Regions from separate parts of the Sus scrofa genome. Here region 2 is linked to region 1. A link is a contact called in public Hi-C data. All regions are on one chromosome and are shown on one strand. The core of a region is the stretch at or near the end of the contact, and the rest is flanking DNA. Distances in the headings are between cores, read along the strand shown. Region 1 has its middle 37 kb from the start of DAGLA. Region 2 holds the start of SYT7 (synaptotagmin-7).

Evidence for each region. Hi-C and Micro-C count contacts between places; a contact is called where the count stands out from the background.
Region 2: a contact with region 1 is called in a Hi-C map of skeletal muscle, with 13 times the contacts expected there. The contact joins the promoter of SYT7 here to the enhancer-like site in region 1. A contact is called at or near these places in 1 of 5 promoter capture datasets (fetal skeletal muscle), 7 of 47 Hi-C or Micro-C datasets (embryonic fibroblasts, epiblast stem cells, fetal heart ventricle and 3 more) and 1 of 2 datasets of contacts at active chromatin or transcription factors (skeletal muscle).

Annotation. Positions count from the first base shown.
Region 1 is chr2:9,897,048-9,903,897 of Sscrofa11.1, reverse strand. No RefSeq gene overlaps it. Among named protein-coding and RNA genes, the nearest start is that of DAGLA, 37 kb to the right of the region's middle. Within about 2 kb of position 1,312, at least 10 of the 83 cell types and tissues checked have an H3K27ac peak or open chromatin away from gene starts, as enhancers often do. A contact at or near this core is called in skeletal muscle, where this site is marked.
Region 2 is chr2:9,942,444-9,949,627 of Sscrofa11.1, reverse strand. It overlaps SYT7 (synaptotagmin-7), which reads right to left and starts at 1,666. Exons shown (of 9, transcript XM_021082929.1): 1 at 1,438-1,666. The coding sequence starts at 1,468.

The DNA of each region.
Region 1 (6,850 bases), core at 63-2,562:
GTTTTCTTTTTTCATTTTGTTTTGTTTATGGATTTACTTCAGTGGCAGAACAGCGGAGTACAAGGCTTCTCAAGATTCACTTCTGTGCCTTGTTTAGAATGATGTTCAGCTGAAGGAGACCGAAAAACCCTAGAGAAATAGTGTGTCGAACAATATAGGAGTCTCTTTCCTCCCAAGTAAATGACATTTGGAGGTATCTCGTCCAGGACTGATATGGCAGCACCGCAAACATCAGAACCTGGATAACTTCCTTCTTGATGCTTGGTCGTCTTTAATACATGGCGTCTACCTCATGATCCAAAAAGGCTGTTCCAGCTCCAGCAATCACATGCATATGCCAACCAATGGAAATGAAGAAGAGCAGAAAGAGTGCAACCCCCTGCCTTTTGATGACGTTTCTTAGACCCCAGGGGCAGAGCTTATTCACGTGGTCATAGCTAGGTCTAAGGCAGGTTGGGAAAGCTCTTTATTTCAAAAGATTATATGTCCAGCTAAAAATCAGGGGTTCGATGGCAAAGATAACGGGGACATAGTGAGCAGTCTCTAGCACACCATAGCTTGCTTCGCTCCCCTGGGGAAGGATGGCCACGTATTCTCTGGCACTGTGCTCCAGGCAGGCAGCCTGATGGCTCTCAGCTAATTCTTGTGTGTTACTCTGGACCCCCCCATCACAGAACCAGAACTATTATGAGGGCAAGACCCAGCTCCCTGAACAAAGCCCTTACCCTGCCATTCAGGGCCCTTGGCCACAACCCCCTGCAGCCTTTGCCCAGCAACTCTGAGCCACCCACCTGCTCCGCTGCTTAACCAGACTGTTCCCTCTGCCCGAATGCCTCCTTCTGGACCTCCTCTGCCAAGGGGACTCCTAATTCAACCCCAAAGACTCACCACAGACATGTTGCCTTGTCAGTGCTGCCTCACTGGGCCCCTCTGGGAAGAACCAGAATCCCTCTCTCCTGGCCTCCCTCGGGCTTCTGGAGCCTTCCGTCATCCCTCTATTTATAGCCTGTTAAAGTCAGGTGCCCCTGGACACGTTGCCGCAAGGGAGGGGCCCAGGCTGGGAGAGCAGGTTCTGTGACCTGCCAGGGGAAGAGCTGGGAGTTTCCAGGGCGCTCCTCTGTCCAATGAGGGTCCCCCTCACTCATCTGTCTATGGGGAGGCCGAGCCCCCACACCCAGAGCAGCCCCATCGCGGCCCATGCCATTGGTCCCCTGCCTCCCCAGCTTTGTGCCCTGGGGCCTGGGCTGGGTTCACCTCCACCCCCCTGAGCCCAAAGCCCTGCCCTGGGCCTGGCCCTGCCTCCGTCACTGCCTGCCATGCAGACCTGAGTGACAGAGTGGGGTTGGATGTCTCCAGGCTGGGGAGTGGACTGACTCAGACCTGCTCTGGGGGAAGGTCCTGGCCAGGGTGGCCCGTCAGGGTGAGAGGGCAGGAGCAGGCTGTAACCTTGGGGAGGCAGGGAGGCTCGCTCCTCAGATACTCGGCTTTCCTCCTGGTTCCCTGGCAGGTCCAGGCCTCCTACACTGGAGAAGCATCCACGCGGCCGGAAAAGTAGGGAGGGGGGTACCTTGCAGCCCCACATTCAAGGTCACTGTCACCTCCCCTCATCCAGCCCAGCCTCTCCTGTTGGCTCTGTACCAGCTCACAGCGGATCCTTTAGCCCCTCCAAACCACTGCTCAGACCCCCTCCCCAAATGACAGCCTTCCGGCCCCCCTCCCAGAAGATTTCTCCCCACCCCGTTTCCCCCCTCCCCTGGGTCTGAGCCCAATGCACGCCTCCTCTCCTCCTAACCCCATATAGACACCCACTCTTAGATAAAGACGCCCACCCCAGTGTCAAGGGCATCCACCAGCTGCCAGCTGAGCACCTCCCCCTGGCCCTTCCACAAGCCTCCATGCCCAGCCCTGACTGCCTGGACCAAGCCCTTGACCCTCGAGTGACTGGAGGGACATGGTGGAAGGCTCAGCCCTTCTGTCATCAGGTTCAATTCCTGGCCTTGCTCAGTGGGTTAAGGATCTTGTGTTGCCATGAGCTGTGGTGTAGGTCGCAGACGCGTCTGGGATCTCCATTGCTGTGGCTGTGGTGTAGGCTGGCAGCTGATTTGACCCCTAGCCTGGGAACTTTGATACCCCACGGTGCAGCCCCAAAAAGGAAAAAAAAAGAATCAGACACACTTGGCTGTATGACCTCAGACAAGTTACTAAGCCTCTCTGAGCTTCTGACATTTGTAGCTGACCCCAGTCTGGCACATGGGGCTCCTGAGGAAGGAACCAATGGGCCCTTGGGTTTGAGATCCCTTTCTTCCCTCTCTCACTCTTGGAAGGTGCGCACAGGAGCCCCCTCCATGGGGTGGGCTGGGAGGGAGAGAGAGGACCAGGTGCCTTCTGACCTTGTCCTAGCACCTGGCCTCCTAGACTCACCAGCTCAGAGAGCACCCAGCGGGGAGACCACACTGGTAAGGACGAAGGTACTGGTGCCAACGAGAAGATCTGGGGCGCCTCCTAGTGGACATGAAGGGAATGTCAACCCAGGTGGCAGACACTCATCAGGCTTCTCAGTTCAGCCCCTTAATGAACGGCTCTCAGCACAGAGTCCAGGTCCAGTCGTGACCCATCACTGCAAGCTCTGGCAAAAGTCACCTCTCCCCAAGGAACCTCAATTTCCTCAAGGCCACTGCACGGGACCACAGCGAGGCTTCAGCCAGGTGGCCAGGGGACCCCGCCTTGCACACAGTAAGGTTTTTCAAGGTCCAGAGAGGCAGGAGCATCCCTGAGGGCTGCCGTGAGCTGCTGGTCAGGCTGAGCTGAGGAGCCAGGGGCTCAGACTCCTGGTCGGGTGCTCTGTCCACTCCTGGGTGCTGTTCAATGTGACTTTGGACTCTCCCAAGCTTATTAATTCCTCCATGTAGTTCCGGGTGTTTTCAGAGTCTTTAGCGCTATTAACATGCCTGTCCCAGGAATAAGCTTAGCACGGCATCCAATTAACCTTCCTGCCAACTATTACGGGATGTGATGGCTTTTCCTGCGCTTATGGGGATATCTCCGTTCTCATCTCGTTCCCAGAAGACAGGAGCCTCACGTGAGCCCCAAGGTGGCTGTGGCACCGCTCCAGCTGGGGCCAGGCTGTGCTGGCCCTCAGCGTGCGGCCCGCCGGTCTTCCACCAGGAAGCAAGGCTGACCCGCTTAGCCAGGCTCCGGGGGGACCTTGCTTCTGCTCCAGGTGAGAAAATGTGTGTGCATGGTTGGGGGGAGGATAGAGGCCTCCCCAGGGGAGAGGCGGGATGAGGAAGGGGAGGCCCCGCCCCAGCCCCGGAGGATCAAGTTATTTGGTCTCTAATGAAAAGGGCCCTTCCGAGAACACAGGCTCCTGAATTCCTCCACCATAGTTGAGGAGGGGTTGACCTCAGGGCATGGAAAGGAACTGGTCCCAGCCTGAACTGTCTGCACAGTGGGCTCTCTCTCTTTCTCTCTCTCTCTCTCTCTTTTCTTTTTAGGGCTGAAACCATGGCACATGGAGGTTCCCAGGCTAGGAGTCCAATCTGAGCTGCAATTGCCCGTTTATGCCACAGCCACAGCGACGCCAGAGCTGAGCTGCATCTGCAATCTACACCACAACTACAACAATGCCAGATCCTTAACCCACTGAGCAAGGCCAGGGATCGAACCTGCATCCTCATGGGTTCTAATCAGGTTCATTACCACTGAGCCACAACAGGAACTCCATAGGCACTCTCTTTAAAATAGAGTCGTGCGCTTGTCTGGGGGCACCTGGAGCTCCCCTGGCTCCCTCATGGCAGGTCCCTATTGCCACAACCCCCAGGTCCCCTCTTTCATCCCAGGAACGCCCTGGGGCCTCCCTGAGAATCTGCAGGGGTTACACTCATCCACCTGTAAGCCCTGCAGCACACCAGCTTTTAAAAAACACCTACAGGAGTTCCCACTTGGCGCAGCGGGTTAAGAATCCAACTGCAGTGGCTCGGTTGCTGTGGAGTCGCAAGTGTGATCCCCAGCCTGGCACAGTGGGTTAAGGATCCGGCATTACCGCAGCTGTGGCACAGGCCATAGCCGCAGCTTGGATTTGATCCCGGGGCCTGGGAACTTCCATATGCCACGGGTGCGGCCATTAAAAAAACAAATAGGAGTTCCTATTGCGGCTCAGCAGTTAACGAATCTGACTAGCATCCATGAGGACGCAAGTTCAATCCCTGGCCTGGCTCAGTGGGTTAGGGATCCAGTGTTGCCATGAGCTGCGGTGTAGGTCACAGACGGAGGCTTGGATCTGGCGTTGCTGTGGCTGCGGTGTAGGGTCCAATTCAACGCCTAGCCTGGGAACCTCCATAGGCCTCTGGGAACCTCCCTTCTTGCTGTTCTCTCAGCTCCCCCACCCCACGCCCCTGCCTTTGGGGCTAACCCCTCCTTTCCTTTACCCCAGGGACACCAGCTCATCTTCCTCCAAGACCCAGCGCCGTGCCTCCTTCTCTAAGAAGCTTTCCTGCCACCCCCTCCCGGAGGCAGGATTAATTCCTGACTCCTGATTCCCTAGGCCCTCACGTGGCCCTCTGCCACAGCTCCAAAGTCTTCCTGGTATAATGCTCCGTGAATGAGCCCAACTCTTTGACTGTTGAGAAGGTTCCATTTTTTCTATTTTGTACTAAGGGTCTCTGGAGGCCATGTAGCAATTTTAATGGTGCTGGGTAGGATCAGCATTGTGATTTCAGAAGATCCTGGAGCAGCTGCCTGGTGAAGGGGAGCAGGGAGAGGGGGCCTGGACATCTAGAGGTCAGCATGGGTGACCTAGGTGGGTGTTGGGGGCTGGGGGATGGAGGGATCATCCAGAGGCCAGGCTCAAGTGGGCTTGGTTTCTCTCTCCCAACCCACTGCCACGGTCACCTTTGAATAAGTTCCCCACACCAGGCTTTGTCCCTTGGCCCTCAGTCACTGGCCTCAGGGTCAACTATCCCAGGCCTTGGCTACAAACTTCCAGGGCTTGGCCTCTGTGGGGGACACTGGCTGTCTCCTTCCCAGCCTGGCTGTGGGAGAATGGCCCTGACCTTGGCCTCTTTCTTCCCTGGCCTGGCCTGACCCTCCAGCAGGGTCAGACAATAACGCTGGGCTTCTGTGACATTCCGGCAATCCCATTTGGCCCTTACAATGACCCTGAGAGGTCACAGGCATAATAAGGGCTTACGGAAAACTTATGAAACTCCGGACACCGGGAAAAGGCCTTGGGCCTCCCTGGATGCCATGCGGTTGCCACAGGGATTATTCCCACTCAGCAGACAGGGAAACTGAGGTCAGTAAGGCGAAGTGCCTTGTGCCAAGTGTCATCAGCAATAAGTGCTGGAGTTGGGATGTGAATTTCCATCCGTCCGTCACATCTGAGTTTTTAACTGGGAGGCCTCTTGCTCTTTTTACAGACAGGGACCCTGAAATTCAATTTTGTAACTTGCTTAAGGGCATGTGGCTGATAAATGCTGGACCTAGGCCTTGAACTCAGGCCTGTGTACCCCCAGAGCCCGAATTCTTCACTGATGAGCTGGCTTTCTTATCCCTGCCATGTTCCCGAGCGCTGGTCTGTCCACCCCATTTTCAGCTGCATCAGACCCTTCCTCCTGGGCTGTCGTGTTAGTGATAACGGGCCCTGATGCACCAGGGTCCCTGGAGCCACGGCTGCAGCCTAGAATGCATGGGGAGCTCAGCATTGTGGGAAGAAATGGAAAGTGACACTTCCTGGCCCCACGGCTCCATGCCTGAGCGGGGGAGCAGATCGCACACCTGGGCGCAGGAGGTGGCTGAGCGCAGCAGCTGTCAGAGGATCAGGAGGCGGAAGGAATGGAAACTGACAGCTCGCCCACTGGGCGCCGCTGGGCACCCACCGCTGCTGGGTGGGGTGGGGCTGCAGAGCTCCTGGGCTGGCCCCTGGCTAGCCAGGCAGGAAGGGGAAGGGGCTTTCAGCTGGCTCCCCATAGAGTGGCAGGATGGCTGGGTCTACCAGTAAGGGTTCAAATAGCAGGTGAGCCCTCACAGCTCTGCAGCTACGGGCAAGTTGCTTAACCTCTCTGGGCCTCAGTGCCTCTTGTGCCAAATGTGGGCAGTCACGGCACTTCTGGCATTGCTAAGAGCCTCAGGAGGGTCTGCATACATAAAGTACCTAGCACCTTGTAAATGTCACCATCAGTGCTGACCAAGTCCAAGAGAGACAATTTATACCTGGCTGCTGTGGGACACAAACAAATTACAACAGAAGCACATAGTATCCAACACACAGCAAGCTTTATATCAGTAATAGGTATTATTATTATTATTATTACTGGGAGCAGGGCAGGCTACATAATTTGCAGAGCCCAGTACAAATGAGAATGTGGGGCCCCTGTTCAAATATCATTAGGAATTTTGAGATGGGGCGGCCGCCCGTTAAACCAATCTTGACCTTGAGCCACCGCAGGGTGATACACCCACGAAGCACACCCCGATCAGGAGAGAGGACACCCAGGTCCCATAGCAGCTTGGTGGCCTGTCCTCAGAAAGATTGCCTGTCTGCTCACTGCTGGAGCTGGGTGGGCACTTCCCCAATCCTGTCTGCTCTGGTCTCCAGATTATTCCAGGAGCCCCTTGTGACCAGGAGCTTCCGGAGGCCCCTCTCCTTTAGCCCAGGCCCAGAATCATTTGTCCTGCCTGAGAGGAGGCCCTTGGGTCTGCCCTGGGCTTGGGGCCCTTCCTGAGAGCCCCAGAGTCCTTGAGTTAGGGCCCTCTGAGACTGTCCCCGTGGCCACCCCGAGATGGGAAGGCCCTGCCTGAGGACACACAGGACCCGGCTTCTGACTCCCTGGTTGGGAGTTCTGTCTCATGG
Region 2 (7,184 bases), core at 417-2,916, 45 kb before region 1:
GAAGATGGCAGGGTAGGTGACCCGGGTGCAGAGAGATGAGGGGAGGGGTCTCCAAAGGCAATGTCCCTTCGGCCATCACCTAGAGGACATTCGTGGATGGGCATGAGGTTCTGCCCCATGTACGCAAGTGCTGAGTGTGTGCCACGCCTGGCACCCAGGAGGTCCTCCTCAGTGGGCTTGGGCTGCAATGACTTGATAGGGGTGAGAACGGAGGCAGGGACAGGCTGAGGCTGCCCCTAGAGGGAAAGAGCAGATGCGGGCCGGGGCAAGAGCAGGCAAAGCCGGCTCCCCCTGGACTGCCCTCAAAAGCCTTGGGGCTCTAGGCCCCTTCTGTAAAGGGCCTTAGTGGTCCCCCGCCCCAGGTCAGCAGCAGTAAGCCTGGAGGCTCTTCATCTGGGTGCAAGTCCTCAGGCTGCCGTGTCGTGCTTTTGGCATCAGAGAGAAACCCAGAGGCATGAGACCCTGCTGCCAGAGCTGGCAGGCAGGGGGTGCTGGGTCTGGGGTGGGGCACCCCAGGTGGGAGCCGAGACTGAGCCTGGGCAGGAGCTGCAGGGGACCTGCCTACAGGTGGGCACTGTGTGAGGAGGCGTCAGGAGCCAAGGAGGAAATGGCAGAGCAATTTCCCGAGGAAGGTGGAAAGATTCCTCGGCTTGGCTTCCAGGAGGCCAGGCAGCCGTGGGCTCCCAGGCCACTCCCCGGGCTTGGGCTCCGGAGAAATGCAAAGGAGCACGGCCCCTCCCCCTCCTTCTCCGACCCGGACGGGAGTGAGTTTGGGGTTCTTTGCTTACCCCTTCCCCAAGCCCAGGAGAACATTCCCCCCATTCACCCTTATTCTCACCAGTCTCTGCTCTCTTTCCCTTCAGGTACCCCTGCCTCCCTCCTCCACGCTCCTGCGCCTCGCTACCCCCTCCCCCCAGAGCCCCCGTCTCCTGCTGCTGCACCAGATTCTCACTCGCCCCCTGGCACCCTCTCAATTCACAGTTGGCACTGCCGGTGTCACTCCGCTTCCCGGTGCCCACAACCTTGGCCGAAAGCTGCTCGGGATCCTTGCCCTGTGGCCCCCTAGCACTGGCACCCCAGGGGTACGGGTGCTGGGGACCCGGGGGTGCCTCTGAGGGCACTGCGGGGGCAGCGGCTCCTCGCTCCGCCACACACGTTGTCCTTGGGCTGCTGGGGGTGGGGGGGGAGGTCCTTGTGGGGACACTGCGAAGCCGGCGCCCCGGCATCAAGCTTGGCAGTGCCCGGACTGCGGGGGGCCGGGGTCCGGGCTGCTGCTGCTCAAGCCCGTGCTCCCGGGGCTGGGGTGACCCTGAGTGGGGGCAGTCCGGCGGTTCCGTGGACAGCAGCCCCGGGCTGGGGCTCCGAGACGGCGCCCGGCGCTGCCGCCGTCCTGCCCGCCGGTGCGGGGCGCCCCAGCCCGCGCGGGGCCGCGCTTACCTGGGCTGGCCGCCTCCGGGTCCCGGTACATGGTCCCCTCGTCTCCGGCTCCCTCCGGGCTCTTCAGAGCCGCCCGCGGCCGCGCGTTGCTCCGCCGCCGCTGCAGGGCATGGGGCTGGGCGACCCCGGGGGCGGGTCCGAGGGCGGGGGCCGCACTGGCTGCACCGAGCCGCGGAGCCGGGGAGCGGGGGCCGCCCGCCAGCCCTCCCGCCCGCCCGCCGAGCACGCTGCCGCCGCCGCCGAGCCGCGCCGAGCCTCCTCCCTCTGGCCTGCGCGCCGCGTGTGCGCGCCGGAGCGTGTGTGAGTGTGTACGAGGCCGTGTGTATGTGTGTGTGTGAGCGCGTGTGTGAGCGCGCCCGGGGCACCGCCGGCGCCGCCCGCCCGCTGCCGAGCGCCGCTGCCACTGCCGCCGCCACCGCCACCGCCACCGCCTGTGCCCGCTGCTGCCCGCTGCCGGCCGCGCGCTGCACTGCAGCCCGCGCCCACCGCCGCCAGGAGCCGCCCCGAGGGCACCGCCACCGCCCCACGCCCCGCCCGCCCGCAGCCCCTGGGGGGAGGGCACGGAGCCCGCCGGCTGGGCTCTTCGAGCCTGCGAGTCCCGGAGCACCGCGCGACCCGCCCGGCGGATGCCCCGCGCTGATGGCCGCGGCTTCGAACCCGGCAGGGCGGCGGAGCGGGCCACCTCCTCCGAGGCGCCCTTTGACTCCATTCCAAAAGGCGTGGAGATCCACTCCGGGTTTTTCGCTCGGTGGCGGCTGGAGGGCGTCAGCTCGGGACTCGACAGCGCGGCGGTTTCAGGAAGGGGAGCTGGCGTGTGTGAAAACCAGGAGTGGATTTTTTGCCAGCGCTGAGCCTGGTCCGAAGCTCTGGCCATCCCCAGATCTTGCCCACAGCTGGAACCAAGGTCTAGCATCGCCACCTTCTGTGAGGGACTAGGCTTAGTGACCCTCTCCACTTAACCCAGCCGCTCAATAGAAGAAAAGAGCCCTTTCAGCCTCTGCTCATCCTTCTCTTGCACCTCTCCTCCCCTGCACCCCCCCCCCCAATTCCCTTGACCCCAGCACTTCAGTGGGTAAGAAAGGCCTCCTTCCCCTTCCATCCGTGGGCTCCCTTGGCCTCCTCCGCCCCGCTGTCAGTTCAGCACAGTCCAAATCAGGTGAACCCTAATTCTCCTTTCTCTGCAGAATGTTTGATTCTGGGGCAGGGAGGAGAAGGGGCCCATCTCCCAAGGCTTTTAAAAGCCTGGAACTGAACCATTGATGGTGTCAGGTACAGAGACCTCCCCACACACACCTACACACCTAATCACCTACTTCACCTCCTCCACAGCACCCCCCAACACACACACACACACACACACACACACACACACACACACACACGCAAATACACCTCCTACACAATGAGATACAGACACTGAAGCGTCACACAATCCAGGGCCTGCTCCTACCCTGAACTGAAGGGGATACACAGGAGGGCAAAATCCCAGGGCTGCTGCAGCATCCTGCCCCTACCCCCCTCTGCTGAGAATGCCGTTCGCAGGTGAACCAAAGATTCCTATTCTCACCCCAGAAATGGACTTTATACTACATGGCGCACGCCCAGCCACACCTCCACCTTCCCACAGCACAGCAGGCAGCCAGCACCCACAGGGACAAGCCTCCATCTCAAGCCTTCCTCAACGTTGACACCCCCCCCATCCCCTTGAACTCACACGAAGCCTGTTACACACACACACACACACACACACACACACATTCACCTCCACCCACAGCTTTTCTGGTTGAGAAATAGACAAGGAAATTCCCCCAAGCAAACCTCCATGAAGACTGTTCCGGTGGAGAACAGATTTCCTTGGAGTGAATGTTCTAATTAAAAATGGAAGGAAAAAAGGCATCTGTAGGTTTCAGCCCATAATTCCTCAGTGGCCAGAAAACTCAGCTCCTCATCCCCCGGTCAGGGGCCATTATATTTCACACACTCTGCGGCCATCCTCACTCACCTGCGGCCAAGAATTCAGGCACTATCCACACACCCTTTTTTGGCAGACCCCAGAAAGCCAACAGGCTGGGACTCCAGCATCTCCAGGCTTGGCTTGCTCTGGCTGTCATCCCCCGGCTGCCTCTCTCACCATCCTAGTAAAGAGCAAATAGCTCGCCCCTTCCCACCCCACCCCTTCCACCCCCTTGCCCCCACCCCTGTCATCAATGGGTACCACTTAGAAAGGCTCCCGGTTCAGGAGTCTCCCTACCCATCAACCTGAGAATCCAGAAGGAGGAATGCAGACTTTGTCACTGCAACGCAACAGACCTTTTTAAGCATCTAGGATGGTGGCGTTTTTCCAGAGTTGGTGGAGAGAGGACCTCTGAGAGATGACCCAGGCCACACCTCAGGTGACAGATGGTGAAGATGAGGCCTCTAGAGGGGAAGTTAATAGCCCAGAGCTAACAGCCCAGGGAGCTGGTGAGAGAACCACGGGTAGAATCCTTGGTCCTGACGCCTGGCCTTTTGCCCAGCACCACGAGATTCGCAAGAAGACCCCTCTGAGAGCTTATGGACTGTCGCTTATAGAAATAAAAGCTCCTATCTCATTCATTGCCAGCAGGCATTAGACAACCATTGTGCCAGAATGTTAGAGCCAAAGAGACCCTCAGACACACTAGCTAAACCCCAGGAGATAACAGTTGTGGAATCTGAGGCTCTGGCGCACTGGGAATTCCGGGTGGGTTTTTATTTCCTGCCTGCATCACTGGCACAGGAAAAGCTCTGCAGACACCCTTTCCCTGGCCTCAGTTACTGACAGTTACTCTGTCTAGGATGTACAGAGTCCTTGGAAAGAGGAAAGAGTACAGCTTTTTTTTTTTAAGGGCCACACCCATGGAATATAGAAGTTCTCAGGCTAGGGGTTGAATCAGAGCTATAGCTGCTGGCCTAGGCCACAGCCGCAGTAACATGGGACCTGAGCCACGTCTGTGACCTACCTCATAGCTCCCAGCAACACCAGATCCTTAACCCACTGAGTGAAGCCAGGGATCAAACCCACATCCTCATGGATCCTAGTCGTGTTCGTTAACCGCTGAGCCATGAAGGGAACTCCCAGAAAGACTACAGTTTTATGTAGCTCTGCCTTTCATAGTGTGTGGCCTTGAGCAGACTTCTTGACACCTCTGGGCCTCAGTTTCCTCATTCCTACAATGGAGATAACAATAAGGTCTCCTATAAGGATTAAATGAGATAATAGAATGAAAGCACTTCATATGATGTGTGGAGCACAGAACTGCTGCTCGATAGATTTTGGGTTTTGTTTGTTTTTCTTTTTTTTTAGGGCCACATCTGCACATCTGGAAGGTCCCAGGCTAGGGGCTGCATTGGAGCTGCAGCTGTAGGCCTACAGCGCAGCCACAGCAACTCGGGATCAGAGCCACATCGGTCACCTAGGTGGCAGCTTGTGGCAAGGCCTGATTCTTAACCCACTGAGAGAGGCCAGGTATCGAACCCACATCTCCAGGGACGTTAGTAGCGTTCTTAACCTGCTGAGCCACAATGGGAACTCCCTCTTGATAGCTTTGTGAATGTCGTTATCATCACTCGTTTATCCTTAGCAAGGACATCATGTATTCCCCATGCCCATGTTTTTGCCTGTTGGGGAAGTTCTTCCAAATGTCTAACCTTGAACCACTCGCCTGCATTTGAAGGCTACTCTCTCCTGCTGGAGCATCGTTGAGAGCCAAGCCAAGTGGGAGTTCCTGTCTTCTGAGCCCAGAGCTTCTGAACGTCTGGGGTGGGGGGCAGAGCCCAAGCAGGAAATGAAGCCTGGGGGAGGGAGCGGTTCCTCTGAGAAAGGAAGTCAGAGCCTAGGCATCACGTCTGCTCTGCCCAGTCCCCTCGCAGGCAAGGGCCTGGGGATTTGCTGCTCCGCCTCTCCCCTTCCACCCCACTCTCATTCTCTGACGCTGCTGGCCCTGTGTCCTGGGTTCCATGACGTGGCAGGAAATGCTGGTGGCATCTGGTTCTCCAAGGACTGTCACAGGGCGGGCTGTGGCCCCCTCGGGTCCGTCTGTGACCTGGTGCTGTCTTCAGGGTCCAGGTGTCCTGGGCCGGCTTTGGGAGGGAGGTGAGGCGGGGGTGGGGGTGGGGGACATTCTGCCCCTCAGGAGCAGATGCCAGGCCTGTATTCTCCTAAACAGGGCCCCTGAGGCTGCCTGGCTCTGTTGCTAGGCCACGGCTCCTGGGTCCCCCTCTGGCCTCCACCTGGCATGGTCTCCAACGCTGCTCTCTCCCCACAGCTCCCGTCCCCCCAGCCCCGCCCTCTCGGCCATGGGCTGAATTATTAATAAAATGCTGAGGGAGCTGTTTGTGCAGCTCACGTGACAGAACAAACACACCTCCCTCCTCACCACCATCCAGGGAGCAAGAGACTCTGGCTCATAATCCTTCTGATCCAGGCAAGGCAGCCTCGGAGACCAGCCGGAAGGCAGCTGTGCAGGCAACCGCAGAGCCTGCCATGTGCCAGCCCAGGAGCGACCTGTTCTGCCACCCCGGCCCCGCAGCCGCCCCCTCCAGGCTCCCCTTCCTCCTTGACAGAGGATTAAGGGTCTGGAGAAGGTAAAAGCATAACGTTCAGAGACGTCGTCTCCCCAGAAAGATGCAACAGCAAACTCCGAGAAGGCAGGGGCAGCCTTTGCTATGTTCACGTCATCACAATACAGATCCAGTCACCCCTGAATCTCAGAGGCTTACCTGGGCCCCACTTTGCCGCACGTCTGCTGGACCCTGCTTTGGAGGCTTGATACAAAAGAGGCAGGGGCTGGTCCACAGCATCCAGGGAAGAATCCTGAATACCGGTCCTGCCTCTGCCACGATCCAGCTGTTTGGCCTTGGCCACTTACTTGACATCTCTGGGCCTCAGGTTTCTCATCAGAAATAGGGCCGGAGTTCCTGTCGTGGCACAGCAGAAACGAATCCAACCAGGAACCATGCGGGTTCGATCCCTGGCCTCACTCAGTGGGTTAAGGATCCAGCATTGCTGTGAGCTGTGGTGTAGGTCGCAGATGTGGCTCGGATCTGGCTTGCTGTGGCTGTGGTTGTGGCTGTGGCCAACAGCGGTAGCTCCAATTCGACCCCCTAGCCCACTGCCACCCCCCACACACACATCCTTTCTCCCTGTAACCTTCTCTCCATCTAAATTCTCTTTTTTTTTTTTTTTTTTTTTGTCTTTTTGCTATTTCTTTGGGCCGCTGCGGCATATGGAGGTACCCAGGCTAGGGGTGGAATCGGAGCTGTAGCCACTGGCCTACGCCAGAGCCATCCAACGCGGGATCCGAGCCACGTCTGCAACCTACACCACAGCTCACGGCAACGCCGGATCGTTAACCTACTGAGCAAGGGCAGGGACCGAACCCGCAGCCTCATGGTTCTTAGTCGGATTCGTTAACCACTGTGCCACGACGGGAACTCCTCTCTATCTAAATTCTGACCCTGAGCCCCTCTCTCTCTCTCCACGGTCACCTTGAGACCCTCGTGTGCTTGGCTCAGCTCTCCAAACCCCTCATCATCCCAGAAGGTAAAATCTAGTGCCCTTTCTCCTTGCCAGGCCCGGCTTGCCACAGCCCCAGCCTCAGGGAGAATCTTGGTCTTAGGTCCCTGTTTTGAGACAGCCCCTCCCTCAGTCTCGGGCAGCTCTGGGCCCCCGAGACATTCTGAGATGCCCTTTTGCGTGTGGAAGCACCTCGGCTTGCCGATTACAA